7 separate regions of the Mus musculus genome follow, and all the other regions are linked to region 1. Evidence: chromatin contacts called from public Hi-C, HiChIP or PLAC-seq and promoter capture Hi-C data. All regions are on one chromosome and are shown on one strand. The core of a region is the stretch at or near the end of the contact, and the rest is flanking DNA. Distances in the headings are between cores, read along the strand shown.

Region 1 (4,004 bases), core at 19-2,518:
TACTGTGCACCATTTACAGTCTTAAAGTCACTGGGGCCAGTAAACGGGACAGAGAAACTTCAAGTTATAAATAAAAGAGGCTTACTACTCTACAATATCAAGAGCTGTAGATCTCAGCTGTAATGTGAGACTATGGGCACCACACTTCCTGGGATTGAGACTTAAGTTCCACATTCAAAATGTATTTTATTTAAAGTGGCTCCCTACATACATATGTGTGCTACCTGTGTCTATGGTGTTCAGAAGTGCGTGTCAGGTCTCCTGGAACTAGTTTCAGATGACTGCAAGCTACCATGCAGGGTCTGGGAAACTAACCCTAACCTTAGTCATCGTCCGGGCCCGAGACTAATTAACAGCAGAAGCACCACTTGGGTGTATGTAGGCTGAGCAGAGACAGCCTTTCCCGCCTGAGAGTTACTGAAATAAATGCAGCCGTTATTGTAGCATCAGACACAATCCTAGCCACGAACCAACTTACACAGAAACGGACAATAATAAGCCTAGTATTAGGTAGGAGAGAAAATGAGCATAATTTTGGGGTGGGTAGGGAGGAAATACACATGAAGATACATCATTAAAGAAAAAAAATCATTAGTTACAAGAAAACCTAGGGCGGGACAATCAAGTCCGGAAATGTGGGGAACAAGGCATCTACAAAGTTTACCCACTGTCTATAGTTTAGGGCCAGGCGACAACAGCTCAGAAACAGCCTCTGGATTTCAGCAAAGCCACTCAGATGGCATGTTGGGGTCATCATTGCTCCGCCCGTCTTGTAGCCCCGTAAAACTACTTAAACACATCTCCAGGAAGCAAGCGAGAGATTTAAAATCGCCAACTTTGGGAGGTGGGGTGTGAGTACAGTTGCGCGACGTGTCTCGGTTTCCGTTCATGTGTAAAGGGTCGTCCCGGTTGGGGCCCAAGTTGGGGTATGCACGCCCCAACTAACAACTGGGTTGGGGAATGAACCGAGCCAACACGCGCGCCACTTGCTTAACCACGAGACTCTCATGCAGTCCCCAGGACACCGGGTGATTTACCCGGCATGCAGCCCGTACCTCGAGACGCAGACAGGATCATGTCCGGGAACTGCGGTGTGGTGGCGATCTGTGTTACCCATCCATTGTGGCCCTTAAGGGTCCCGCGAAGGGTCATCTGCTCGGTCATGGCTGCAGTTGATGCGAGGGTCGCCGCAGCGACAAGGATGGCACCGGATAGCTCAGAGAGCCAAGCACCACAGCGGCTGCCACCACGACCCTGTGGAGAAAAAGAAAGAGCGGCCTCCGCCGGAACCGGAAATACTCGGAGAGCAAGGCGGGGATTCCCATGATTCACTGCTGCTCAAAGATAGCTGCACTGAGAAGTGGGAGGAACTGGGAGAGTAGGTCTCAAGTATCGTCGTTTCTTCTGCCACGCAACCTAGTTTGGCAGCGCTGTACAAATGCATTCTGAAGCCAGATGCGCCAGGGTTTTAGAAAGGCTTCTCGGGAGATTAAAGCATGCCGTGGAAGCAGAAGTGGGGCTGAGGGCACACAAGCAAACTACAGTGGCCTCTCCGCCCTTACGTGGCAGAGACGCGGCTCCGCCCTTTCCGCTTCTGTTCAGTTCCTTGGTTGGAGACCCCGGCTCCAACTTTGACTTACGGAAGTACAATTAAAGTCGCAATTAGAGGCGTGTGCCAGCAAATCTGGCCTGTTTGTTTGTTTTATGGCAAAATTTCATGTAGCGAAGGCTAGTCTTAAACTGGTTGTGTTGCCAAGGATGGTTTTGAACTACCGACCTGCTTCTGTCTCCCAAGTACTGGAATTATAAACCGAGCCGCCGCCCGGCGAGGCTATAAAGGAGGAAGTGCTGGGTTCAGATTTCTGGGGATTCTGTTGGAAGCCCTTTCTGTGCCTCTGATCATTCCCCAGAAAAGCCTGCTGGTCTGTCTTGTGCTGCCCTGAAAGAAGTGTTCCCGGACGGGGAAGCAGAGGAACACGGATAGCCTGGCAACCCGATGACCTCAACACGTGTTCAAATTTTGTAGTGTTTCCAAATGTCACAGATCTGGCCTTAAAAAGTTTTAACTGTATGTTTTAAAGTATTTGTGTGTGAGTGCGCTTGTGATTGCCACAGAGCACTGGCTGAAGTCAGGAATTTTCTCTCCTGCCATGTGTGTTTGGCTACAGCCGATTTGTTCAGCTTCACTTTTTTTTTTTTTTTTTTTTTTTTTTTTTTTTTTTTAAGGAGCACACACAGGTCAGGAAGGTAAGCAACCACTAATGTCTATGTGAACTAAAGGATACATTTAATTATTTATTTTAGTGCTATGGGTTGAACTCCCACATGCTAGGAAGAGTGCCTTACAGAGTTAAATCCACCCAACTCCCAGCCTTGTTTAGTTTTTGTTCGTTTTTTTGTTTGTTTTTTGTTTTTCGAGACAGGGTTTCTCTGTGTAGTCCTGGCTGTCCTGAAACTCACTCTGTAGACCAGGCTGGCCTCGATGATGGAATTCATCACCACATTCAACCTTGTTTCGTTTTGATTCAGGATGTGCATAGCTCAAATTGGCCTTAAATTTATGATCTCCCTTCCTCAGCCTGCCAAGTAACTAAGATTATAGCCCTAAAACACCAAGCCCTAGGTATAAGTATTTGTTTTTCTTTCTTTTTTTTTCTTTTTTTTGGTTTTGTTTTGTTTTGGAGACAGTGTTTCTCTTTGTATCCCTGGCTCTCTGTAGACCATGCTGGCTTGTTTTTTTCTATTCGTAAATTGCATGGAATTTAACTTCTCCTCCTCCTCTTCTTATGTGTTTTGTTTTTCCAGACAATGTGTAGCCTTAGCTGCTCTGGAACTTGCCCTCTAGACCAGGATGGCCCTGAAGTCCGAGTTCACCTGCCTCTGTCTCCCAAGCGCTGGGACTAAAGACATGCACCACCATCATCCAGCTGAGTTTAGTTTCTTATCTGTGATAAGAGATTGAAATTAGTACTTATAAAATATGGTAGTGCGGAGAATAAAGGAATATAGGAGACTAAGCATGGTGTCAGAGGTTTGGGATCCGAGTGTTCAGGAGGCAGAAGTAGGAAGATCACTGATGTCACGGCTGACCTAGTCTATTTAGTAAATTCCAGGCAAGCCAGCTTAGGTCACAGATAAGAACCGAAGGAAGAAAGAAGCCGGATGGCCATTTTGTTTTGTTTGTAGTTTACGTCTTATCATGGTGGGGTAAGACAGTGAGGTTAAGTTTGGAGGGAAGCCATAGGCAGATGTGAAAGCACAATATCTTGTGGGTATCTGGGGAATAGTTCCATTGCAAAGGCTTTTGGCTGGGATCCGTAGGCCGAGCAGTGAGAGTTGCCAGAGTTTGCTGGGATTAGGGGACCTTAGCAAGGTGCACTGGAAGGCATTTGGAAAGGAAGGTATATGTTAGGTGAATGTTGTGTGAAGTTGCAGCCCCCTGTGGTTGCTCAGAGATGTAAAAACCAGGGTCTCTCAATTAAGACCACTTGCTCTGCCGGCCTGTTGCAGACTCACCCGTTGTAGTCTCGGTGGAATATGCAGGGTACTACCCTGGATGTGTTCTTTCACAACCAGAGGGATGCCTTCTTAGCACCCCAAGGTTTTACATCATCTGTCTCTTTGGTAGACCCAACTGGCTGTCTTTCATTTTTCCAAGCCTTAAGCCATTCTTGTGTTTCTCTGGTGGTTCTGGAAGTCACCTGTCCTTTCTTACCCTAAAGCTAGTTTGCTGCTCTAACTAAAATTAAGTGGGTCACGCTAGCACTTGGCTATCTCTGTACTACGCTATGCTACATAGAGAGGTGAGCCACTACACCCACATACCAGCTTCCTTAGTGAAAACTGACTTTCCATTTGAAAAAAAGATGCCATTCTTTTTTCTTCCGGTCTGGGGGATTGAATCTAGGGTTTCTATCTTGCTAGATAAGCTCGCTGCCAGGGAGCTACATCCTAAGACGCCTTTCTTCCTTTCTTTCTTGCTCCCCCCCCCACCAACCCCCCAC
Region 2 (4,008 bases), core at 108-2,607, 1.5 Mb before region 1:
TGAGGATATTGGAAGTCATGCCCAGGATATTTTGTGTTTTAGGTTGCGTCCTGAATCCATACACTATAGAGTTTTGAAGATAACCTTGCACTTCTAACTGGGCGTAATGGTGTGATCAGAAGCAGAGGCAGGCCAGCCTCAGACAATATATTTGAGGGCAATCTGGGGTACCTGACACTACAGTTTAATGGTGGGCTGGAGAGTTGGCTCAGCAGCTAAGTACCCCACTGCTCTGCCAGAGGTCCTGAATTCCCAGCAACCACATGGTGGCTCATAATCATCAGTAATGGGATCCGATGCCCTCTTCTAGTGTGTATGTGAAGACAGCTGCAGCGTACTCATGAGGTCCTGGGTTCAGTCCTTCATCACTGCATACAAAAGCTGCTGGTTTCACTTGAGTGCTGATTGTAATGCTTGGCACTGGGAAGAAGCAGTGCTCACTTATCTTTGCCACTCCCGCCACCAAAAACTTAGAATTCCTTTTTCTTATTTTAACTCCATGTGTATAAAAACACTTGGCTGTTAGCTTTTTTTCTTTGTGATTTTAAAAATAAAACTTTAATGAACTCTAGTAAGAGGTTAAAGGGTGACATGTTTGAGTGGCTCGTGAGGTCTTCTATTGCAAAGCCTCCCAGCATCTCCTATGGCAGTTTGGGTGTCAGTAACCATCCAGAACATTTTTTGGTCCTTTCCTGGCTTTTTACCTTCGCTCACTTGCTTGCTAGTGGCATCACTGGAACCCAGTGCTTTGGATTGGATTTTGAGTGACTCAATTTTATATATCAGTCGGTTTTTAAGTGTATGCCCCTGTAGATCTAAATAACTCCAGTCCCCAGTATTGAGGCTCTTTCCCACCCTCACCCCTCCAAGTAATGAGCTATTGCTCACAGTACCAGTCAGTGATAACTATCTCTACTAGGTCGCTCAAGCTCAAAACAATTCTGATCAATTACGTGGCTGTATGTAAAGAATGAGGTCGGAAATGGCTGACCTCGAAATAGTGTGGGTGGACTAAAAAGATAGACAGCTTTGGACATCTGGGTCTTAAGGCTTCCACCTCACTCAGACTTAACCCGCGTTCCTCACGAACCCGGAAGGGACTGCTTTCAGGGGGCGGTGTTCAGAAAACGTGGCTCTTCTTGGATAGGTTCCCGTCAGTCACAGTTCACTCTCCCGCACTGAGCCCGCCTCGGGCTTCCCTCCTCGCCAGAGTGTTCAGTTTAAATACCCGAAAATTCCTGACGTGCTTGTCCCCCACGCCCTCGGGCAGCGGGTTTCCTTTGATTGGCTAGAGCTTCGGTCCATCAGCAGTGACGCAGAGTTCGCCGGCCCAGGCCCCGCCCTCTTCCGAAAGCCCCGAAAACAATTTTAAGATGGCGGCGGCAGCGGCGCGGAAAACAATGGGGCAGGGGTATAGCGGACAGGCCGAAGCCTGAGGCGGGCGGTGTTCCCCGGCCTGGAATCGGGCCGAGCGGGGCCGGAGGAAGACCCGCCGCCGCGCCCGAGCCCGCTCCACAGCCCGGCCGGACATGGCGCGGGCGTGAGGCGGATCCGGGCCGTCAGAAGCGGAGGAACCCGAAGTGGCAGCCGGCGCCGGGAGGCCCGGGCCCGGCCAGTGCCGCCCGCGGCCCATGGTGCTACCCACCTGCCCCATGGCGGAGTTCGCGCTGCCGCGGCACAGCGCGGTCATGGAGCGCCTCCGCCGGCGCATCGAACTGTGCCGGCGCCACCACAGCACCTGTGAGGCCCGCTACGAGGCTGTGTCTCCCGAGCGCCTGGAGCTCGAGCGCCAGCACACCTTTGCCCTGCACCAGCGCTGCATCCAGGCCAAGGCCAAGCGCGCCGGCAAGCACCGGCAGCCGCCGGCCGCCGCCACGGCCCCGGTTGCCGCTCCGGCCCCCGCCTCGGCCCCGGCGGCCGCGCGCCTGGACGCAGCGGACGGCCCGGAGCACGGCCGCCCGGTCGCGGTGAGTAAGGCTGGCGCCTGCCACAGCAATACTCACTCCCGAAAACGCCTCTTCCGGCGCGGATCGGGCCTTGGGGAAACTTTCCCGAGCGCCCCCATTTCTTAGTCTGGGTCCTGGGAGGTGGCTAACATGGCAGGGCGCTTGTCATCTTCCAGAAGTGGCACTGCGGTGTACTTTGGGAAAACGTCCCCTTGAGGACTTGAGTGAAATCGGGGCTGGAAAAGCAGGAGGTTAGTTGCTGGTAGGCTTTTCTCCTAAACTTAATTTCCAATTGATGAGAACTTCGTCTTGGAGCAGACCCGCGTTGGAGTTGCCTAGGATGTAGGGCGTTCTTGCACCGTAGGCCTGGCCTCGCTTAGTCTGCAGATGTTGATTGGATCTTTGCTTCGTGGAGGTTAGTTAGGGCTTTAATATGGAAATAAGTCTCCCTTCAGTTGACAGTATCCCGCGGTTTCGGAATGGAAAATTGAAAAGTCTTTGGAAGCTTCGGTAAACGGAGTTGCTTAAAAGGCATTCGTTTTCCCCCAACCCCCGCAAAAGGGAACTTTGGAATTTGTGAACGCCTGATTCCTGCTATATTATTGACAGTTCCAAAATTAACCTACTAAGCCTGTTAAAAACCTCTGATAATATTAATAGTTGTTGAACGGGGGAAATGACGTTACTTGTTGGTCAGCTGTGCCCTTTGGTTTTTAGTAGCTAATCCCGAGATTTATTGGTTAGAAGTTTTGCCTCCCTGAAACTGATTTATAAACCGGAAACCTGTGTGGAGGGGCGGGGGAGGGGAATGGGTGTTACAAAATTCTTGGTAGTTTAAAAGTAAAATTTTACAACACTTAAGTTGTTTGGTAATTCTAATTTATGTCTTCATTGTCTCTCACTTGGGCCGTTGTTAAAACTCTTCCCTAACTGGTGGTTAGTCTTTCAGTCACTTAATACCCTTCCTCTTGAAATGTTAGAAACCCTTCTGTTGCTGGAGGGAATTAGGTTTAATCTTCGGTTGGCTTTCGGAGCCAGCCGGAGCTAGCCTGTCTTTTCATGTGCCCCACAGGGCTATTGCTTTCCTTCCTTCCCACACTATCCCCGCTGCGAGACCACACGGCAGAACACACCGGTTCTGACCCAGCTGCTCGAGTCTTCTCATCCTCACTTTCCCGCCTGTAAATCGAGGGTATGTTGTGCGCCTTACAAGGTTTCTTGAAGCAATCAAATGAGTATGAGGTTAGGTGTGGTTGATTCCTGCCCAGAGGTAGGAAGGAGGAAAGAAGAAATGACAGTGGATGTGATGTGAACAAATTTCTCAAACTAAACGGCTGCTTGCAGGATCTTTCTCAACATTTTCAGAATCCTGCCGTCCTTCCAGCCACAGCCTACCTTCATCTGCAGTTAGTGAAAAACCAGCCCACAGCAGAATCTCCTCTCTCAATACAGTTATGAAGTATATGTATATGTGTGTGTGTATGTATGTATGTGTACATGTTTCTGGTTTGGTTTGGTTTTACTTCTTTTTTGTTTTTTGGTTTTTTTTTTTCAAGACAGAGTTTCACTGTACTCTCTCTCTGGAACTCACTCTGTAACCTCAGACTCAGAGAGATCCACCTGCCTCTGCCTCTGGAGGGCTGGAATTAAAGGGGTACACCACCACTGCCCAACTTACACCCTTTGTTTTTAGCACATAGTCACATATTACTTCAACCATACTGTGTCTTGCCAAGTAGACTGTAAGCTTTGGAGCCTGAAAAGGCTTGGGCTAAGTCCCATTCATATTTTAGGCCATCCATATACTTGTTGAGTGATTGATAACCAACTTGGGTGTGCTTTACCCAAAATGACTTTAACTAACATCTTTCTTGAAAGATCTCCACCTTTCCCCCAGTCCCTGTTGGGGGATTGAGCCTAAGACATTGTAATTATTGGTTGTCTTAGTTGGAATTTCTATTGCTATGAAGAGACACCATGACCACAGCAGCTTTTCTAAAGGAAAACATTTGATTGAGACTGTTTTATAGTTCAGAGGTTTAGTCCATTTTCACAGCGGGAA
Region 3 (3,730 bases), core at 1,199-3,698, 1.6 Mb before region 1:
CACAAAACACTACTCTGATGCTAAAGCGCCAGCTCAGCTTGGGCCCTGCTGCTCACTAGAATGCCTGCTGGTCTACCTGTGTGCCTGGTGGACCTGGACACACACACACAGAGTTTCCTGCTCCAGCCTATTTCCACTCTTCCCGAGACTCCACCCTGAAGCCTGTCTCTCCCCTGGGCCACAGCAGCATCTTCATCCCAGGGTTGGTCTCAGGTTCTTACCCATGGAGATTCTATTGACATTTCTGTCCGTGCACTCTCAAACCCTTTGCACTCTGCCATAGCCTCTTGAATCTACTCTGTAAACCACATAATAGAGACCTATAGAGAGCTATATTTACTGTGTGCAGTGTGACAGAATTAAAGTGGGAATCAATGAATCTGCATTAGCCCCTGCCACATTTCCGAAACAGGCGGGGTTGTCTGAGACACTGCCACCACAGAAACCACCAAGCATTGTGAAGGTGCACCGAGGCTGAGTCACTTCTCAGATCTTCAAATTCATCTGCATTAAATTTGGTGACGGCCCCATTCTTTGAGATGTGGGTGGATCTTCTATCGGTCAGTGTACTTGAGCCTAGCCCTGTGTAAGGCCTCATCACATGCTTCTCCTCCTGCAGCTTGGTGCAGTGGGCATGATGATCTACACACAACATGAACCTTTCCTCTGTGCCTCAGAGCACACAGACGCTATGCTAAGCTTCTCTATATTGTTCGAGGCTTAGTGTCTGTAATGCCAAAGGGAGCACAAATAATTTCTCATAGCAGCCATCCAACCACTACCAATAATGTGCTACCATCAGGAAACATATTCTAAGTTGTCCATGATTCAAAAAGGACTAAAATCCAAATTTTTAGGTGAAATTATTTGATCTCTAACAATCTACCACAACATTTTATTTTATTCTATTTGTTGAGACAGGATCTTACTACCTAGCCCTGGCTGGACTGAAACTGGTTATGTAAACTAGGCTGGCCTTAAACTCACAAAAATTTACCTGCCTCTGCCTCCAAAGTGCTGGGATTAAAAGTGTGTGCCACCACACCTGGCCTGCAACAACACTGTAATAATTTTAAACACTAAGAGTTCTGTGGTTTGACATGGTCCAAACTGTTAAATTCTTTTTTGCAAATTGTTACATTCTCATGACATTCGCATCTCCATCTTGCCAAATTCCCTTCTATCCCTAGTAAGAAAATAGGCTGAATAACCACATATCTGTAGGGTGACTTATCCAAGCCAGAGTTGGAAAGCAGAGACAATAATCACAAGGTACGTTGTGTGCTGCGTTTCCTTATCACTTAGGAATGAGGTTGGTTCAATTCCTATCAACTTAATTAATAGCAGAATACAGAGCTCATTTCCAGACCACCACTGCTGACCTTGCCTGCTAGGCTGTCATTCAGATTCATTTGATTTGAAAGAAAAAGCCCCACCACCACACACACACCTCTGACTCATCTGTCCTAATTTCTTTGGCAGCCCTTTTACAGCCTGTTCTGAAGAAAGCTGCCGAAAAATATGAAGTCGAAAATATTAGACATGAGTTGGCATGGTAAGGCACACATAAAATCCCCATACTCACTTGACAGAGGCAGGGGGATCACCAGTTCAAGGCCAGTGCTCTATTACTGAGTTCTAGGCCAGCCGGAGCTACAGACTGAAATTCTGACTGGGAACATAGCTCTGCTAGTTCTGCTAGTAGAGTGCCTGCCTAGCATGGTGTGGGGTCAGAAGCACTTGGGAGATGGAGACAGGAGGATCACAAATTCAACGGTCCTGTTGGTTATGTGTGTTGGGGGTTGGGTGAAGCTCAGTGGTAGAGGTCTTGATTAGCATGTATGAGATACGAAGTACAATTCCCAGAACTGCCATGCCGCGCGCGCGCGCACGCGCGCGCGCACACACACACACACACCCCAGAAAAAAGTAGTTAAGCACACCCCTGCCAAGTGGCCTACTGGGGGTGATGGGGACTGCGTTGTTGAGACAGGGTTTCTCTGTGTAACTCTGGCTGTCCTGGAACTCACTCCGTTGACTCTGCTGTCCTCAGCGATATTGCCTGCCTATGCCTCCCTGATGCTGGGATTAAATGCTTGTCCCACCACCACTTGGCTACATGGCCTGTTTTAATGTCTCCCTTGTGTGGGGGAAAGAAACAACAATAACAACAACAAATAAAAATCCAACAGTGAGATTTTGATTCAAAGGGGGAAAAGGCATGTGAAATGAAAGTTTAAAAGAGGAAGTTGTGTCGCAAAACGTTAAAATAAGGCGCATTCCCGGGGTGGGAAGTAGAAAGTCCAAAAGTAACTTCCAAGTGCTCCGGGCTGGGAATCACCTACGGTTAGGAATCGTACTTTCCCGAATGCTATACAAGGAAAGCAAGCCCAGGTGAGAGCGAGCAAGGCCGCAGCGGCTTAAGGTCGTCGGTCCAGGGCAGCGGCGGGTCACGTGACCTAACAACATGGCCGCCCGCGGAGAATGCCGCCGGGCGGGGCAGGATTCGGAGCCGGAGCCGGAGCGGGAGCCGGAGTCCGAGCCGGGGCCGGAGCCTGAGCCCCAAGCAGGCCTAGAGTCCGGGGAAGCGTTCGAGATCGTGGACCGGAGCCAGCTGCCGAGTCCCGGCGAGCTGCGGAGTGCGTCGCGGCCTCGAGTGGCCGACAGCTGGTCGGCGCCCATCCTGACGCTGGCGCGCAGAGCCACCGGGAACCTGTCGGCGAGCTGCGGCAGCGCGCTGCGCGCGGCCGCGGGGCTGGGAGACGGCGGCGGCGGCGGGGAGCGCGCAGGTAGGCCGGGGTCCCGCGGGCCGGGGCTGCTCCCGGGCTGGGGAAACCTGACCGGCCGGACGAGCTGCTCCGCGGAGCTGTGCCGCGCGGCGCGGCACGGGGCTCTGCAATTGGTGTCACCCACCGGGCCAGGGTGACTGCGGCCCGGGACTCCCCTCCCACCTTGTTTGTCTTTGTGAACCTCAGAGCAGCTGCGTCGTGATCACGGATTGACTTTAAATAGGAGGTTTACATTAGAGGCTTAGACGGAAAATCACCAGTGTTCGTATTTTGCATACTTGACAAATGAAGTCCGGTGCTGGTCCCCAGTTAACAATCTCGGCAGCCAGCCGGTTTGCACCTGCGGCTGAGGTTGACAGCGTATTCCAAAGTTGGTGAGAGCAGCGAGTCAGAGTCAGGAGGTTTTAGTTCCCTTTATTCTCCCGCCACTAACCCCCAACCCCACCCCCCGTGGGACGAAGACTTCCCATCACCTGTCCTACTCGCGTTTCCCAGTCTATAAAAACGGGGATTAAAAAAAAAATTAATCAGCTACGTTGAATAATCCAATTCAGCTGTTATGATCTAGATTAGAATTTCAGCATACCAATAAAGAACAAAAGTAAATTATTATTTGTTTTTTATAGCTGGGCTTGGTGATTCGGGTGCATACTTCCTGCACATGTTAATGTACGTGCTCAGAACTGCGCTAATTATAATCCATTGGTGTTTCTGAACATATCTAAAATTAAAATATAAAGGATAGCCAAGGGCGTTGTGGTGCTCGCCTTTAAGACCCGCACTTAGGAGGTAAAGGCTTGTGGAGCTCTGAGAGTTTGAGACCCACCTGGTGTACACAGTGAGCCCCTGCCTCTAAATAAATAAACAGACAAATAAATAAATAACCACGTTTCACTTGGCCTGGTCACTTACTGTGAATGGACCATGCAGACTTCAGGTTG
Region 4 (3,636 bases), core at 1,064-3,563, 1.4 Mb after region 1:
TTAGGATTTGTAGCAGCTGTTTCCTCTGAATGGTTTCTCTCTCCATGTGGGGATTTCACCTTGCTGCTGGCCCTTGGGGATGGAGCTGTTTCTGAATGTGGGCATTGCAACTGTGAACTATTGTTCTGAGCTTCGTGCTGAAGTCGAAGTCTCTGGACAGCTCTTGGTTCAGCCTCCCAGGACTCACTATGGATTTGATTCTCACTGTGCCTTTCCTACGGGTTAACCTGGAGGAAAGACTCCCGTGCTCTGGTAATGAATGAAGAGTAGCTGCATGGCTGGCTTATTGTTCCAACTTAAACATCGGGGCAGTTTCCTGTGCTTGAGTTGATATGCCCTCTTGAGACAGCAGAAAATAGCGACAGAATTCAGATTTAAAAAAAAAGAAGAAGGGGGGGGTCTAGGTTTTACTCCACCAAAACAACAAAGAAACTTAAGTGATTTATAGCACTGTTGTAAATGTGTCAGTCACCTGGATTTTCCTCAATAAATGGGTAACTACTCCTATAAGGTAGAATTATTAATTTTAATTCACCATTGACAAAAACCAAGGCCCAAAGTATTTAAACAAATTGACTAGAACCTACAGCTGGGACCGCTAGTTAGAGGAGAGAAACAGTTATACTCAGAATTGATTGAAGGCTGCTCACCTGAAAGCTGGGTGGTATAACCTTCCCAGAATACACAACAGTAGAAAGAGCACACATGACAGGGACACAGGGTGCCTTTGCCAGCATCAGCTCTGGCAATAACTGTCTTCGCAACTCCGGATGAATCATCTCATCTCCCTAGGCCTGGGTTTCTCTGTGTAAGATGAAGGTTGGAAACTATTTGTATTGAACAGTCTCTAAGTTCTCTGGCTCTATAATTATTATACCATGACCTCAGATGTATGGGTGTGTCTCACCACATGTGCCTGAATACACACACACACTGGCATGCATGCTTGCAGGAATGCCCACCATGCTTCCCAAGGCAAAAACTTAATTATGCTGAGAAGATTCAACACAATCTGATGCCAAACCCTGAACGCCAGTGAGTTCTAAGATCTACAGCAGCCCACTCAAGAACATATAAATAGTTTTTAAATCTGGTAAGAAAATGGGAAGACAGAAACAAACAAACAAACAAACAAAGAGGGAGGAAAAGAAGGAGGAAAGAAAGAGAAAAATGTTGATGTGTGTGATTTAAATGTTAACACAAAACAAAACAACAAAACTCATACACCAAATGTTTCTCTTTAACCTGTTTTCTGGAACATTAAGTTGAAAACGTTGCTTTGGCTTACCAGATATAGGTAGCTTCCCTTTGGAAGCACATGTGTTTTGAGATTTGTCTCCTTTTTTTATGATAGGAAAGAGAAAATGTCAAAGGTAGACCACAAAACCCAGCAGGAGGTACCCACAACATCTTGAGGGAATGCCACCCAGGAAAGAGAAAATTACAGCTTCACAGATGTAGTATGCATTCTGGTCCCAGGTTCTTTTCTTTTCCTGTCACTTTAACAGAGTTGTCACAGCATGTAAAACGTTACAGCCAGTACCATGTTACCTGCACAGCTTTAGAGCAAAAAGTATCAGAAGTGTCTGAGGAAAATAATTGCATTATTTTTAGTTGCTGCAGAGATAGATGCAGCAGGAATCAGGTGGAGGAGACAACTTGGGAGGACGGAACTGGAAATGCTAAAAATATTGCTTCCCCAGCAACTGAAATTTTAAGCAAAAACTTAGGAAGGGCCAGAGAGGAAGATGGAGTTAGAATTTATATCTCTTCGCTGCAGTCGGTTTGTTATTAAGGTCTGGAAGAGGGAAACACAGGGGGCTTACCCCAGGCAGTGGGGGAATTCCACAATCCACGTGGAACAGGCAAGGTACAAAGAGACAATGTTGAACTGGGGGTCGGGGGAGGGAGGGATGGCATGTCTACTGCATCTAGTACCCAGAGCAAAGTTTGTGTACAGAATGTCTGGGAAATCCAGTTTCTAGAAGCAGCCTTCTTTCTGTGAGTGTGAACCCAGCCGACAGACGCCATGAGCGCTCTTGCAAGGAAAGCTAGGCTGTGTTTGACACACGTGTTTCCCATTGATATCTGGAGACAGCCCAGTAGCTGGGAGTCAGCTTGACAAAACCGGATCGAAGTAGAGGCAGAGTAGGGTTTCAAAGCAGGCAGTGAGAGAGCGGGAATGCTGTTCAGGAAATTCTTCAGGCATGGGCAGGGACTTGGCTGCAGTTGTGCGGCTGGAAAATCTGACTGGGGCAGCTCCTGAGCGCAGGCAGGGCCTGCTCACGGGGGCGGGCTGAGTGGCCGCCTCCATCAGAGCCTCTCAGCTTTCCCCGGGACCACGGGGGACTCTCATCCGCCACTCTGTGAAACAGACAAGAGAGGTAGGGGACCGTGCAGCTCTTGCCTTACCAGCCTAGCTTCCTGAGCCCTGTCTGCTGTTCGTTCACCAACACTGGGGGATTCAGGGGTGGGGAGAGGCCGCGTGTGTACGTGTGAATGAACACATTTCAGCTCATCACCTGGGCAGAGGGACTGGGTGCTTCTAAGCTTTGTCTGCCCGCAAAGGGCCCTTAAGATCTGAGTTTCAACAGCACCCAGGCACTTTTGAAAGTTAGCACTGCACAGCTAACAGCACTGGGGAAGGAAAAGTGTGTGGATTCCTGTGTTGACACCCTCTTCCAGCGCTCTGGAAGTTTCCCTTTCTGCTTCACGGGACACTCGTTTGACTGCAAAGATAATCTCCCATGAAGACATTCCGGTTTTGAATGCTTCAGGGATTTTTAAAGGGGGTGTTCCAAGCAGGAAACCGTTCTCTGCTTTTGGAGGGAATCAGAGTTGGAAGTTTTTATTTTGGAATACACTTTTTTTTTTTTTTTTTTTTGTAGGAACAGATGTGTGTAAGGCTTCCTGGTGTTTAATTTTCGAATGTGTCTTTGACTTTCTTATGTGAGGTTTGAGTAGCAGTAATATATTTGTGTAGAAATATGCTGGATTGTTATTCTGCCTTTTACTTGGTGGAAGAAATAACCTGTAGTTTAGTAAATGTTTCTATATTTTATAACAGATAATAGAGCAATAGCATAAAACAGTCATTTATTTTTGAAAAATCATTGTTAAGAATAGAGGCAAATAGTGTGAATGTTCTATCGATTGCTCCGTTTTATTTTTCCCTAAAACCAGTGCATTAAAAATGTTGACTAGTTTTTAGCAGAAGAGAATCTTGCCTTTCCTCTTCAATTTTTGTTCTTTCTCATATATGTACACTATATTGTAATACATATACACTATATTGTAATACATATAATAAATAGCCTTCCTGGGACTACTACATTGCTCCTTTCTGTGTATGTATTTAGAAGACAAGCCATGCAGTGTTACTATCTTTAAGAGCTTAGCTCAGCTCAGACAAGTTTGGACTAAAGCTCATCCATCCAGTTTTAGGGCTAACTTGGTGATCAGTCCATAGCAAGTCCAGAGGAGACTTGGGCAAGAGCCTGCCTAGGGAAAACAGAGGAAAGTCCTTGAATACTAGGTCATTAGCACAGAGCCACTAGACCTTATGGTTGCTTCTCTTAGAAGACGGGGTGAGTTTAAGTCCGGGTCCAAGAGGCTATTGTTAGTACTGAATGGAGA
Region 5 (3,440 bases), core at 544-3,043, 1.4 Mb before region 1:
CATAGACTTGTCTGTAGCCTGCACCGGCGAGCACCCACGCTCACCGCAGAGACACGCAGAGATGTTCATTTGCTGACAGGCACGCAGACAGGCACACTATCCACATGGGCATATAGGAGCATGGCCTGCCTGTATCCTATGTTCTGCCTTTTCTTTTTTTTTTTTTTTTTTTTAAAGACTCATTTATTATTATATGTAAGTACACTGTAGCTGTCCTCAGACACACCAGAAGAGGGAGTCAGATCTCGTTACGGATGGTTGTGAGCCACCATGTGGTTGCTGGGATTTGAACTCTGGACCTTCAGATAGCAGTCGGGTGCTCTTACCCACTGAGCCATCTCACCAGCCCTGTTCTGCCTTTTCAATGCCTTCCCTCCCGGAAGCTGCCCCAACTGCAGCCTCCTGAAGTTTGGAACCCAAGCATTGGCATGGTGCAGGCCCATCTTGCCCTGGAACGCCTGTGTCCTGACCATTCCTTGAGTTCAGAGCACCAGCTACTGCTATTACACGTTGGTGTAATGCAAGGACCAGCGTTGACCCAACTGTGATCTTGAGAAACCTGCAGAGCCCCAGCAGGTAGGCCTCAGATCTTCTGAGGGCAATAATGAACAAAGAGACCGAAGGGGTTCTGGGGAGTCCACAGGGACCAAGGCCTCAGGCAACGAGGACGGAGGCTGGCTGTGGGGAAGCAGAAGCTCCCAAGGGTGACCCTGTCTTATGACACCCATGATATGGCCAAGCTGGCTGCAGGGACAGGAGTGTGGCCTAGGACCTGTTAGTTCCCCAGTACACGCTCCTCTCCTGTCCTGTGCTGGTTCACGCCCTTCACCTATGGCTCCGTCCACTCTTCCAGATGGATCTGGATTTTGCCACTGCTGACCAAATCTACCTCAAACCAGCTTCATCGGAAAAGAGAAGTGGCTATTTCACAAGGAAGAACAGTCCAGGAGCACACACCACACAAGGTGGCCCCCAGGGCTCGACAACAAGAGTTTCTCAGCTTCTGTACTCTTAAGCTTCCTTTCCCAGACTGCTAATGGAAGTTTCCAGAACTGGGTCTCTCTTCTGTCAACATCGGCACACATGACTACACCACAAGTGTGGCAGTGGTGGGGAGTTGTCAGCTTTGTCTGGTGTGGAAAGGACTAGGCTAAGGAAGGGAAGGGTCAGTGCCTGGAGCCAAGTAGGATGCTGGGCAAATACACCAGCCTAGAGACAAGTATTTCCCCATAACCAAGGATAAAAAATATCATTCATGAGCCTTTGGGGCTCTGAGGGGGATGGGCCTCAGGATGCCAAGGAGGAAGAAGAACATGGGTAGGTCCATTGTGGCTGGGGACACCTGGACATTATGAAGCCATAGGGAGTTGGGAAGGGTGTGTCAGCACTAGACATTACAGAGTAGCCCTGGATGGGAATACAGACCCAGTCATCACTGGGGTAGGGGAAGTCAGGGGTGGGAGTCCAGGAGCCCAGAGCCTAGGGTAAACCCTGGATGAAGGGGAAGTCTGAAAGGCCAGTGGGAAACTACCAAGGATGCAGGGTCTAGATGATATGGTAGCTGGAAACACACAAGGCTAGAGGGGGCATGGGTGAGCAGTCAGAGGGAGCCTGGGTGAGCAGCATGAGTTCCGCCACCACAGGACTAAGCACGGAAAGGCCAGGAACAACTGGAAGGAAGTGGTCAAGCTGTCCACAGCACTGGTTTCTACCTTCCCAGCCTGGCCAGGCTCCCTGCCTTTGTGGATACAGTCATATCCCCACCCCTCCCCGCCTCTACTGCAAAGGGGTGGAGAGCGCCGAGGCTCTTCCTCTCCTGGGCCAGCGTCTGAGTAGCACACTGGGCGATAAGAAGAACACCAAAGCTAATTCTGCCTGTGGCTGGCAACATGAAGGACGAAGTGGCTCTTCTGGCTACCGTCACCCTCGTGGGAGTTCTGTTGCAAGGTGGGCTGGCTCCTGTCTGGGAGGTGGGTGGATCTTACATCCTGTAGTCTGCTCTCTTCAGGCTCCTGGGGTAGGGAATTGGGGTGCTGGCAGGCCCAGGCTCAGGAGAAGGACAGGAGGCTTCTAGGCTAGCCTCCTGGTACCAAGGTCCAAGCAATTCAAGAACTGTTGGAGGGCCAAAGTTCCAGCTGAGAAGTCCCCACTTCCCTGGAGCAGGTATAGACACTCTCTAAGGAGTGTCTACAGGGGAGGACCAGGTGAAGGATGGCCACCCTGCTGAGGGGCCACTTGAGGTGCCTGCCTTGTGGTGGGAGCTGGTATCTGTTTGGGAGTGCAATACAGTGACTAGTGGAATAGCTATGGGCTTAGGTTGGGAGAGTCCCAACTCCACGCATCTGGAGCACAGTATCTGCCAGATTTAAGGCTGGGTCCATGATGTCTAAACAGAAACTGAGACAAGAATTTATGCTATTGTGTGGTGGTACTGAGACCCAAGCTAGACTGACTCTGGCTTGTGGCAGAGTCCCTTCTGGCTGATTCTGTAGAGGGGAAACCAGGGTCCCTTAGCCACAGAACGTGTGCTTCCTTGTTCCTTAAAGAATACAGCCAATTTTGCCCTGGTCCATTGCCTACGCAGGGGGTCCAGACCTGCAGAACGGGAGGTAGGCATTTGCCTGTGCTTTGCAAGTCAAATCGTTCAGGAGTAAAGTCTTCTAAGGTTCCTCCCACCGGCAGGTGTTTCAGCCGCGCATCACCCTAGTCAATCAACCCTCAGGCCTACAGGGCCTCTCCATTGAACACCACTGATGGGGCAGGTGGGAGAAGGGCATTAGAAGAGAGTCGCTCAGTGAGAGGCAAGGAGAGGGGAACTAAGGGACGGATCCCGCTCCAGATCTGCGGAGCACCACACCTGACTCCCACACCCCCACGGCCGCAGCCTACTTCTCCCTACAGGTGATCTCTGCACGAAGGGCTTTCCACGTGTCGCCGCCGCTCACCTCTGGCCCTCCCGAGTTCGAGCGCGTCTTCCGAGCCCAGTGAGCGCGGCGGGTCCGGGCGGGTTCGGGTGTCAGCCAAGGTGAACCACGCGCTCACCCAGCCTACCCCTCGCAGGGTAAACTGCAGCGAGTACTTTCCGCTGTTCCTCGCCACACTCTGGGTCGCCGGCATCTTCTTCCACGAAGGTGCGGGGCAGCGTGGGGGCACACTTCGGGGGTGGGGGTGATCCCGGATGGCGGGAGCTCGTGCTCACCGCGTCGCCTTGCATCGACTCTCGCAGGAGCCGCAGCCCTGTGCGGACTGTTCTACCTGTTCGCGCGCCTCCGCTATTTCCAGGGATACGCGCGCTCAGCGCAACTCAGGTAACTCTGGCCGGACTTCCGGGAAAGCACTGCAGGGGAGGGTCGCTCCCCAACGCCGCTCAAAGGGTGGGAGGCGGCGATCGGCCACAGGGGACCCATGGAAAGAGATCTGGGGACAGCGGGTGGGCGGAC
Region 6 (3,852 bases), core at 283-2,782, 2.0 Mb after region 1:
CTCTTCTGCCTCCAGAGTACTGAAATTATGGAGAGCCTTTCTGTGGTTGTTGGGACTCTGAACTCTGCTCCTCCTGCTTGTGTAGAAAGCACACCATGCACTAGGCCACCTCCCAGCCTAGCTTTTACTCACTTTAATGGGAGTCTTTCATAATAAGTGGTCATTATCTCATTTCTCAGATTTTTTTCTTAGCATTTTATCGATCATTTCTTTGAGCAAAGTCATTTGGGAGCACTAAAAACACAAAATCTTGCAACTTCAGGCCAAGCCTTAACCTGATTAATCAACATTACTGTCTGGGGCAAAGCTATGTTTGTCAGAACAGTGGTTTACAAGCACTGGCACCTTCAAAACTCCTGATGGCCGGGGCTCCCCATGTCAATTAAATATTAACCTCAGAGGAAAAGCCACACAATCGCTTTTAAGTCCCCCAGATGGTTGTGGCAAGTATGAAAATCAATGCCTTGGACCAGAACTCCTAGGACCAACATGCTGAAGATCTTACAAGTGACACTGAAGGTTCTGATCCAATCGGGTTAGAGTAAGGCCTATGATTCTGCCTTCCAAGGAAGTGAGCCCCACATTTTGTTGACAGGAAGGTTCTAGAATTTAGATCTGATGGTAATCTAATCCTACACTGAATTTCAGCAACTGCAGAGTCACAGGAAAAGAGTGATCACTTCTAGCCTACAAACCCAACTCCCTCAATCTGATGAACCCCAATCCTCAACGAGAGGGTTTCCAAATTTTCACCAGACGGACTTCAAACCCTCGTACCTAAGATTCTTAAATCTGTTTACCTGAAAACATCTTTCAGACCCAGCATGGTCAGATAAGACTCAAGGGGTGCTTGTCTCTGACCTCTAGCGTGGACATAGACTAAACAGTCATCAGTCTTTCCCAGGACAAGTCAGAGGATGCTTCCCAATATGCTAGCTTTAGGAATTTAAAACTGGAAGTCCTGGGCAAGCCTACACACATTATCCCCATAGCTAGTAGGATAAGAGAGCAACAGAGCAAGCAGCCTGGCCATGTGTTTGCACACTCCAGTTCCTCTTTCAGGAAGCAGCAGTTTATCAGAAGGTGCTGAGAGAGATGGCATAGTACGTATAGTTAGGAAAAGAACTATTGAGGTGTGTGGCTACACTAATAAGAACATAATGGACTGGTGGATTTAAGTGAGCATGGGATGGGGGAGGGCTGGCAATAACAAGGCAGAACCTATAAACTTGAAAAATGTTCAAGAATCACGTTAATGACATTTCCAGACTCTATTATAGAGGGCACAGTTCAAGTCAACCTCCCAGCATTGGCCTGCTTATTGTCTGGCCCAGAGCAATGCATCACCCCCTTTGCTAGCCTCAGTTTCTTTAGCTGAGAATGAACGTTTGAGGGGAAAGCAGTATAAGGGTCCCTGGCCCCGCTACTACATTCTCAATATGAATAATGTGCACAGGTCCGGAACAGAGCGTTTTCGCTTGCAACCAACCTTCTGTTCCATGAGCAATCGGCTGGGGCTTCCCAGACTCCTTCAATACAGCACTAGCATTCCTTTTATTTGGGAACAGTTCCCCCTGCTGTCCTCTGATGCTCAGAGCAATAAGAACTCTAGGCATTTTTTTTCCCTTTTTAAAGACTATATAGCATGTTTACAAAGCTAAATGAAACTCTATTTACAGATTCTGTCCTGTGGTTTCAAGTGGCTTCCTCCTCCTCCTGCTCTAGTGTCTACCCAGGGAGCCCACTTCTCAACTTTCTGTTTTCTTTAGAGAGACAAAGAGTCTCCCCAGCCAGCCATTGCAAAATTCCTGTTAACCCTTCATTAAGCCTGCTGACAGCAGGCCTCTGAGTTACTTCCACACTTTGCTATTTAAAGGTGTCCCACCTGGCTTCATTAAGGCTCCTGCCAGGTTCTCCTCTGCTGCTTTCTCTGCAAATGCAAATTGGGTTCTGAGTCAATAACTCGGGACAGGGAAGACTGAGCTGCAAACAGGGTGAGACACAGTCAATACATTCAAACTGCCAGCGATTCCAGTAAACTAAAGACCATTTGGGTCCAATGAAGGTCAAGGCCGGAGAAGCAGTGCATGAAGCCATAAACTAAAGTCTCCACTGGGAAGCTCAGGGTAGAGATGAAAGCATTGGACATACCCAGCACTTGAGAAATGGAGGCAGGAAAGTCAGAGTGCCAAAATCATCTTCACTACATAACAAGTTCAAGGCCAACGTGGAACACACGGGAACCTATCTTGAAAAAGCAAAGCAAAACAAAAAGAGAATGGGGTCCTTTAGGCTTGGTTTAAGGCCAGGCTCTGCTGCAGTAAGTTGGACTATGTGACTTTCATTGAATTCTTTCAAGTCTATGCTTCAGTTTTCTTAGCTCTGAATGAGGGGATATAAGGATGCGTCAAAGAATGACACCCTGGACTCAAATAGTATGTAAACACAAAGAGTGCTTTATTCTGTGGAAAACCAGCATGCTGGGTGTTGTGTTTTATAAAAATAAAGACAGGAGTATGTCTGGTGGATGAGAAGTCATGTGTGTGGGAGGTGGTGCCTCTCCAGTCCATGCTGAGGCATCCCTTTCTCCTGAGGGACAAGACCGTATAGTATAGAATAAAGTTTATTCGTGGTATGGGGAGGGCAGTTGTGAAGGTAATAGAGACAGAGAAAGGCAGAGAGAGAATGAGAGAGAGAGAGAGAGAGAGAGAGAGAGAGAGAGAGAGAGAGAGAGAGAGAGAAGTAGAGGCCGGCCATGAGCACATGGAGAGGGGGGAGGGGAATGGGGAAAGAGGGGGAAGGGGCAAGACGACAGAGGAAGAAAAAGAAGGTGAGAGAGCAAGAGAGAGAGGAGGGGGGCAAGCAGTCCCTTTTATAGAGAGTCAGGCACACCTGGCTATTGCTAGGTAATTGTGGAGCAAAGCTTAGACAAAATGCTAACACTGGGGACTACCATCTACAAAGATGGTATTTTTAAAGACTTAAATAATGTAAAGCACATTAGGGGAAGTCTGGGGAGGGGTAGGTGACCTCTGTCTTAATCTGTTCTTTCTAGCTCTAAGAACATTCCAGAACCATTGCTGGGGCCTGGGCAGGGCTGGAAACTGATGCTGAGGAAGTCTGGAAAGTGCTGCTGATCCCTTGTCCTTGCCTCAGGCCAGGGGGTGGGGCAGCTTCTGAGGTCTGGACTAGCTTGAACTTGCCCAGTTGTTGGAAACAGAGATTTAGGCCTAGTCTCCTGAATTGCCAATTTGAAACCTGACATAGGGTCAGCCGAGATCTCAGGATAACAAGCCTGCCTCCCTAAACTGCTTCCAGATTCAATGGCTGCTTTGAAATCCTTAACTGAGTGCCCAGAATGCAATTTAGACAGCTAACAATTGTGTTACCTATTTCATTCCAAGGTCAATGTTGAGAAACTAGGTTGCTATAAATCTCAGGGTTATAATGTGGCCTTCCCCTATACACATCAACTGTGAGAGCCACTGCAAATCAAAGCTTTTCCTTATGGAAATGGGAAACATCAGGATTCCAGTCTTCTCTCATTTAGACTTTAAACCTTTAAACTCCTTAATACTCTCTCTCTCTCTCTCTCTCTCTCTCTCTCTCTCTCTCTCTCTCTCTCTCTCTCCTCTCTCTCTCTCCCTGGTTTCTATTCCAGCACAAAATAGATACTAGAAGATTAATTACACACAGCTACCAGTTAGTTCATCCTGACTACACAAAGAGAATGAAACAAACTGTACAAACAGCCACCTCTAATCCAGGCCTTCTAGTATACTTAAGCAACACTGGATATGGCTATGTAACCCAGAGCCTTGTCCATGCTAGGCACATGCTCTACCACTGAGC
Region 7 (3,750 bases), core at 127-2,626, 1.6 Mb before region 1:
TAATCTCATCTGGATCTGGTGACTTCACAGCATTTTCTTGTTTGGGTACCATGTCAGCTTCCCTCTATCAGCAACCACATAACAATTTCATTCAAATCCAAACTCCAGCTCAATATTCATCCGAAAAGGGACCAATGTTAACAACTAAAGGCTCCAAGCTGCAGTTCAACTCAAACCCGGACGGCAACGGCCCCCTGCAATTGCTTGCAGTATACTTGGGGCTCGATTTACAGATCGTTTTCTGTTACCACAGCTAAATTCAGATGGTAAGGTCAACACTACAAGTACCTTTTTACAAAACCTTACACGACTTGAGAAGAAATCACATCTTTCCCTACTTAAATTTTTCTTAGACTACTCCAGAATGCACAGATTGATGCATAGAGACAGAAAAAGTTTTAAAAGAAAACAAATTCAGCAGGGCCACCAGCATCCCCAAGGGGGTTGGGGGGGGTGCGGATTTCGCAATTACCATTGCGTAACAGCGGCCAACAGAGCGCGAGCCGCCTGGGGAAACCGCTGGTGGCCGCGACTCGCTAGGGGGCGCCCGGGAGACCCGCCCCGCCCCAACCCGGCCCGGCCCGGCCCAGCCGCGGGCCCCACTGACAACTCCCGCCTCAACTCACCAGAAAAAAAGCGCTGCACTTCATCCGCGGAGCAGGACCAGGGCAAGCCCCGGACCTTCACCACGAAGCCCTCTCCGCCTTCTGCTCCCAGCATCATCGTCCCTTCGGTGGTCCTGGCGTCCACACAGATTGCGGGGCTGCGGGGTGGGGGTGGGGGTCAGGAACGCGTCTGAGAAAACAGGCATTTAAATGGCCCTCCCACTTCACGGCGCACAGCGGGCACCGGGCGCCGCCATGCGAGTCCCGCCCGTCAGGATGCCTGGGCCCCGGAGACTCAAGCATGCAACCCGGCCTCGGCTAGCGACCCGATGCCCAAAGCCGCCCAGTGCGCCCAGGGCCGAGGCGCCAAGCTAATAAGACCCTGGCCCACAGCCACGGTTGAGACGAGGAAATGGCGGCCGCCGCTTCCGCTCCGCCTCCTCAGACATCTCACACAATAGAAAGCGGCGCGGCCTGCAGGCCTAGGCGGCGCTGCCACGCCGGCGAGACACTCGCGGCTCCCAGGGGCAGCCTGCGCCTGCCACGGCCCCTCAGGTTAGAACCTAAGCTCAGCGACAAGCAATCGTCACCCAAAGAGGTGTCCGTGGAGAGCTCGGGCAGCAGTCGAAGACGGAAAGTCACTCACCTCCACAAAAAGCCTCGGCGTGGCTGAGGAGAAATGATAAGCGGGCGCCTGCGCAGGCTAAATAAAGCCCTTCCAGCAAGCTCTGCGCACGCGCACCCTGTTGCCGGCCCCGCCCCACTTGCGTCACAGAGAGATTGGACGCATGCGTATTAAGAAACCCCGAGCTCTCTCCCGCCGTCCTATTATTACACGCATGCGTTTGGGCTCAGCCCTCTTCATAAACTGACCGAGGTGTTTTTGGTTGTTTTTTTTTTTTCTTTCTGCGCCTGCGCCTTTTTGCAATTATTGCGCTTGGCGTCTCAGCGGTTTCTTGTTTTACTTAATGCGCATGCGGCTACCTTCAAACCGTTCTCTAGACCTACCCGCCGGAGTGGGGGAGGGGAATGGCGCTAATCAGCTCCCCGCAGGGACTGGGTAGTAATCCAGAGTTCGTTCAGGTTTGCAGGGGCGGTAGTTCTACCCTTAATCCGCAGCTTTTCATCCGCGCTCCTGTCGGTTTTGAAAGACACCACGAAGAAAAGGAAGCCATGCCCTTTCTCCTCAGAACGCGTAGGAGCTGGAGGGCCGGGTTGTGCCAAACCTCCTCTGGGTACCGCCCCGCCCCCTGCGCCCAAATCCCCGATCTCCGTGGGGCGCCTGGGACCAGTCCCCTTACCTGCCCGCTTTAGGGGGTCAGTCCCGACCCACATGGGCTGCCAGTGCCCGAGCTAGTCCTGTACCCCACTTTGCCTAACGGACTCGCACTCTACGAACCCCTCGCCCTTGCACGAGAGGCGCTCGGTGTGCGGCGCCTCGCGAGGGAAGGCTGAGACTGCCAGGGGCGCGAAGGACGCAGCCCCAGAGCGCTGCGCCCGACCGACCAACGGGCCTCTCCCAAGGTGGAGACACGCCCGGGTCATCCCGTGTGCCCTTACAGAGGTAAATGGGTGACGTTTAAGAGAATTCCTGCAACATAGCAGAATACGGATGATGTCCCGAGTTTCTCCGAATCTGACTGACCTACCCTAGAAATTAACAATAAGAGTTATTGTTTGGGCGGTGCCACGGTAGGTACCACAATTGGTAAGCCTCTGAAAGCCATCACAAGAGGTTACAGGCAAAAATACGCTTTTCTTTCAAGTGCAACATTGAGGAGGCTAAATCCAGTTTGAACAGTTTGTTTTTTAAAAGGGGGGGGTGTCATCAAAGGAAAGGTGCAGAGACTGCGTGCAGAACTCAGACCTTTTAAGTCTGCGCAAGGGTGTTAAGTAGAAGGGCATCACAAGACTTCAAGAGAGCAACAGGAGCTGTGTAACGTGAACCTTCAGGTGTAAGGGAAACTCGGATGAGACAGGCTGGGAGAATAACTGCACATGACCTCACCTGCAAAGGATCTATCTAGAGGAGACAGAAAACACTAGTTTAGATCATCGAAAAGTGAGAACTCCCAAGTCTCCAGGCCAGGAGGTGGGTGAAAGGCAAGAACACAAGCCCAGCCGAGGAGAACTGCAACTTCAAGACTTGCCTGAGCAACAGAGTGCGTTCAAGGCAGCCTGGGAAATTTACTGAAAGCCTGTCTCAAAAAGAAGACAAGAGAAATAGTAGTGGTAGAGAGCTTGCTTAACATGTATATTTCCCCCTACATGGTCTTGGGACATGAGATTGATTACCAAGAAACTAAGATTACTCTTCTTTAGCTAATTCACACCATTTGAGAGCCCTATACTTATTAGATGACCTGCGATCGTTGGTTAGATGTATGGGAAGAGCAATGCATACTAGAAAGGCTTTGAGCAAACCAGTCCTACCACTCAACTATATTTTCACACACACACACCGTTTTTTGTTTGAATCATCTTTTTTCACTTTGCACAGTAATGTGCCTGTAGTCCCATCTACTTGAGATGCTGAGATGGGAGAGTCACTGCAACTTAGCAATCCAGGTCTCTCACCTGAAGGGGGGGAAATGTTTCCCTTCTGACAACACAACCACATTCCTACGATGTTTCTCTAAATTCTATTCTAGTTGTATGGGAGGTTATTTTTCCATCGTAAGAGAAAAATGCAGTGTATAATCATAGATAAAAACTTTTATCTTTCCTTATTGTGTCCTTTCCTTATTGTTTTGAGTCCTGATTGCACACATCCCAGGCCGGCCTCAAACTCCCCTTGCAGTCATGCATGGTCTCAAGTGTTTGATCATCCGCCTCCAGAATGACAGGATTAAAGTGTGTGTGCCACCACACGCAATGAGGATTTTCTGGTGGACAATTGTTTGGCAGAAGGCTCTGAGTATTTGTGTAATTTCTAACAATGGAAGGATTTGAAGATCCTTTTGTGTACAAGGGCTGCAAACGCCTGACTTTCACTACATGGGCTTTCCCTTTCTTTTAATCCTTACTAACTTAATACTGGGACTATGTAACTATCTGTATCTGATCACGGGAGCAAATGCTACATCATAGCCATTCCCTTTGATGTAAATTGTCCAACACAAAGCTTCCTCACAGAAAAAGTTCA

Evidence for each region. Promoter capture Hi-C pulls out the DNA fragments that hold promoters and counts their contacts. Hi-C and Micro-C count contacts between places; a contact is called where the count stands out from the background. HiChIP or PLAC-seq counts read pairs in DNA pulled down with a chosen protein or histone mark.
Region 2: a contact with region 1 is called in an H3K4me3 HiChIP or PLAC-seq map of stem cell-derived neural progenitor cells, with 2.7 times the contacts expected there. The contact joins the promoter of Maml1 here to the promoter of Rack1 in region 1. A contact is called at or near these places in 3 of 39 promoter capture datasets (the 3T3-L1 cell line and embryonic stem cells), 2 of 484 Hi-C or Micro-C datasets (both in embryonic stem cells), 4 of 115 datasets of contacts at active chromatin or transcription factors (embryonic stem cells, extraembryonic endoderm stem cells and stem cell-derived neural progenitor cells) and 2 of 9 other capture datasets (adipose tissue and liver).
Region 3: a contact with region 1 is called in a Hi-C map of B cells, with 6 read pairs. The contact joins the promoter of Rufy1 here to the promoter of Rack1 in region 1. A contact is called at or near these places in 1 of 39 promoter capture datasets (liver), 1 of 484 Hi-C or Micro-C datasets (B cells) and 1 of 9 other capture datasets (adipose tissue).
Region 4: a promoter capture Hi-C map of hippocampal neurons shows a contact between it and region 1, with 4 times the contacts expected there. The contact joins the promoter of Sgcd here to the promoter of Rack1 in region 1. A contact is called at or near these places in 4 of 39 promoter capture datasets (the 3T3-L1 cell line, cranial neural crest, frontonasal cranial neural crest and 1 more).
Region 5: an H3K27ac HiChIP or PLAC-seq map of extraembryonic endoderm stem cells shows a contact between it and region 1, with 10 times the contacts expected there. The contact joins the promoter of Ltc4s here to the promoter of Rack1 in region 1. A contact is called at or near these places in 7 of 39 promoter capture datasets (the 3T3-L1 cell line, the C10 cell line, embryonic stem cells and 3 more), 2 of 115 datasets of contacts at active chromatin or transcription factors (extraembryonic endoderm stem cells and large pre-B cells) and 2 of 9 other capture datasets (adipose tissue and liver).
Region 6: a contact with region 1 is called in a promoter capture Hi-C map of hippocampal neurons, with 18 times the contacts expected there. The contact joins the enhancer-like site here to the promoter of Rack1 in region 1. A contact is called at or near these places in 4 of 39 promoter capture datasets (cranial neural crest, embryonic stem cells, hippocampal neurons and 1 more) and 2 of 115 datasets of contacts at active chromatin or transcription factors (astrocytes and embryonic forebrain).
Region 7: a promoter capture Hi-C map of neural stem cells shows a contact between it and region 1. The contact joins the promoter of Hnrnph1 here to the promoter of Rack1 in region 1. A contact is called at or near these places in 9 of 39 promoter capture datasets (the C10 cell line, embryonic stem cells, hematopoietic stem and progenitor cells and 4 more), 2 of 484 Hi-C or Micro-C datasets (embryonic stem cells and pre-megakaryocyte-erythroid progenitors), 4 of 115 datasets of contacts at active chromatin or transcription factors (astrocytes, embryonic stem cells, large pre-B cells and 1 more) and 2 of 9 other capture datasets (adipose tissue and embryonic stem cells).

What each region holds. Positions count from the first base shown.
Region 1 is chr11:48,797,624-48,801,627 of GRCm38.p6, reverse strand. It overlaps Rack1 (receptor for activated C kinase 1), which reads right to left and starts at 1,268. Exons shown (of 8, transcript NM_008143.3): 1 at 1,056-1,268. The coding sequence starts at 1,164. It overlaps Gm36109 (predicted gene, 36109), which reads left to right and starts at 2,225. Exons shown (of 2, transcript NR_166852.1): 1 at 2,225-2,247. LOC115485831 (a small nucleolar RNA gene) reads right to left here and starts at 763; the gene lies at 696-763.
Region 2 is chr11:50,289,685-50,293,692 of GRCm38.p6, reverse strand. Maml1 (mastermind like transcriptional coactivator 1) reads left to right here and starts at 1,357. Exons shown (of 5, transcript NM_175334.3): 1 at 1,357-1,967. The coding sequence starts at 1,632.
Region 3 is chr11:50,429,843-50,433,572 of GRCm38.p6, reverse strand. It overlaps Rufy1 (RUN and FYVE domain containing 1), which reads left to right and starts at 2,448. Exons shown (of 18, transcript NM_172557.3): 1 at 2,448-2,789. The coding sequence starts at 2,468.
Region 4 is chr11:47,378,002-47,381,637 of GRCm38.p6, reverse strand. It overlaps Sgcd (sarcoglycan, delta (dystrophin-associated glycoprotein)), which reads left to right and starts at 2,313. Exons shown (of 8, transcript NM_011891.5): 1 at 2,313-2,384.
Region 5 is chr11:50,236,885-50,240,324 of GRCm38.p6, reverse strand. Ltc4s (leukotriene C4 synthase) reads left to right here and starts at 1,793. Exons shown (of 5, transcript NM_008521.2): 1 at 1,793-1,947; 2 at 2,885-2,984; 3 at 3,061-3,131; 4 at 3,227-3,308. The coding sequence starts at 1,890.
Region 6 is chr11:46,846,156-46,850,007 of GRCm38.p6, reverse strand. No RefSeq gene overlaps it. Among named protein-coding and RNA genes, the nearest start is that of Timd4, 37 kb to the right of the region's middle. Within about 2 kb of position 1,532, at least 14 of the 459 cell types and tissues checked have an H3K27ac peak or open chromatin away from gene starts, as enhancers often do.
Region 7 is chr11:50,375,304-50,379,053 of GRCm38.p6, reverse strand. It overlaps Hnrnph1 (heterogeneous nuclear ribonucleoprotein H1), which reads right to left and starts at 1,376. Exons shown (of 13, transcript NM_001347487.2): 1 at 1,252-1,376; 2 at 627-763. The coding sequence starts at 723.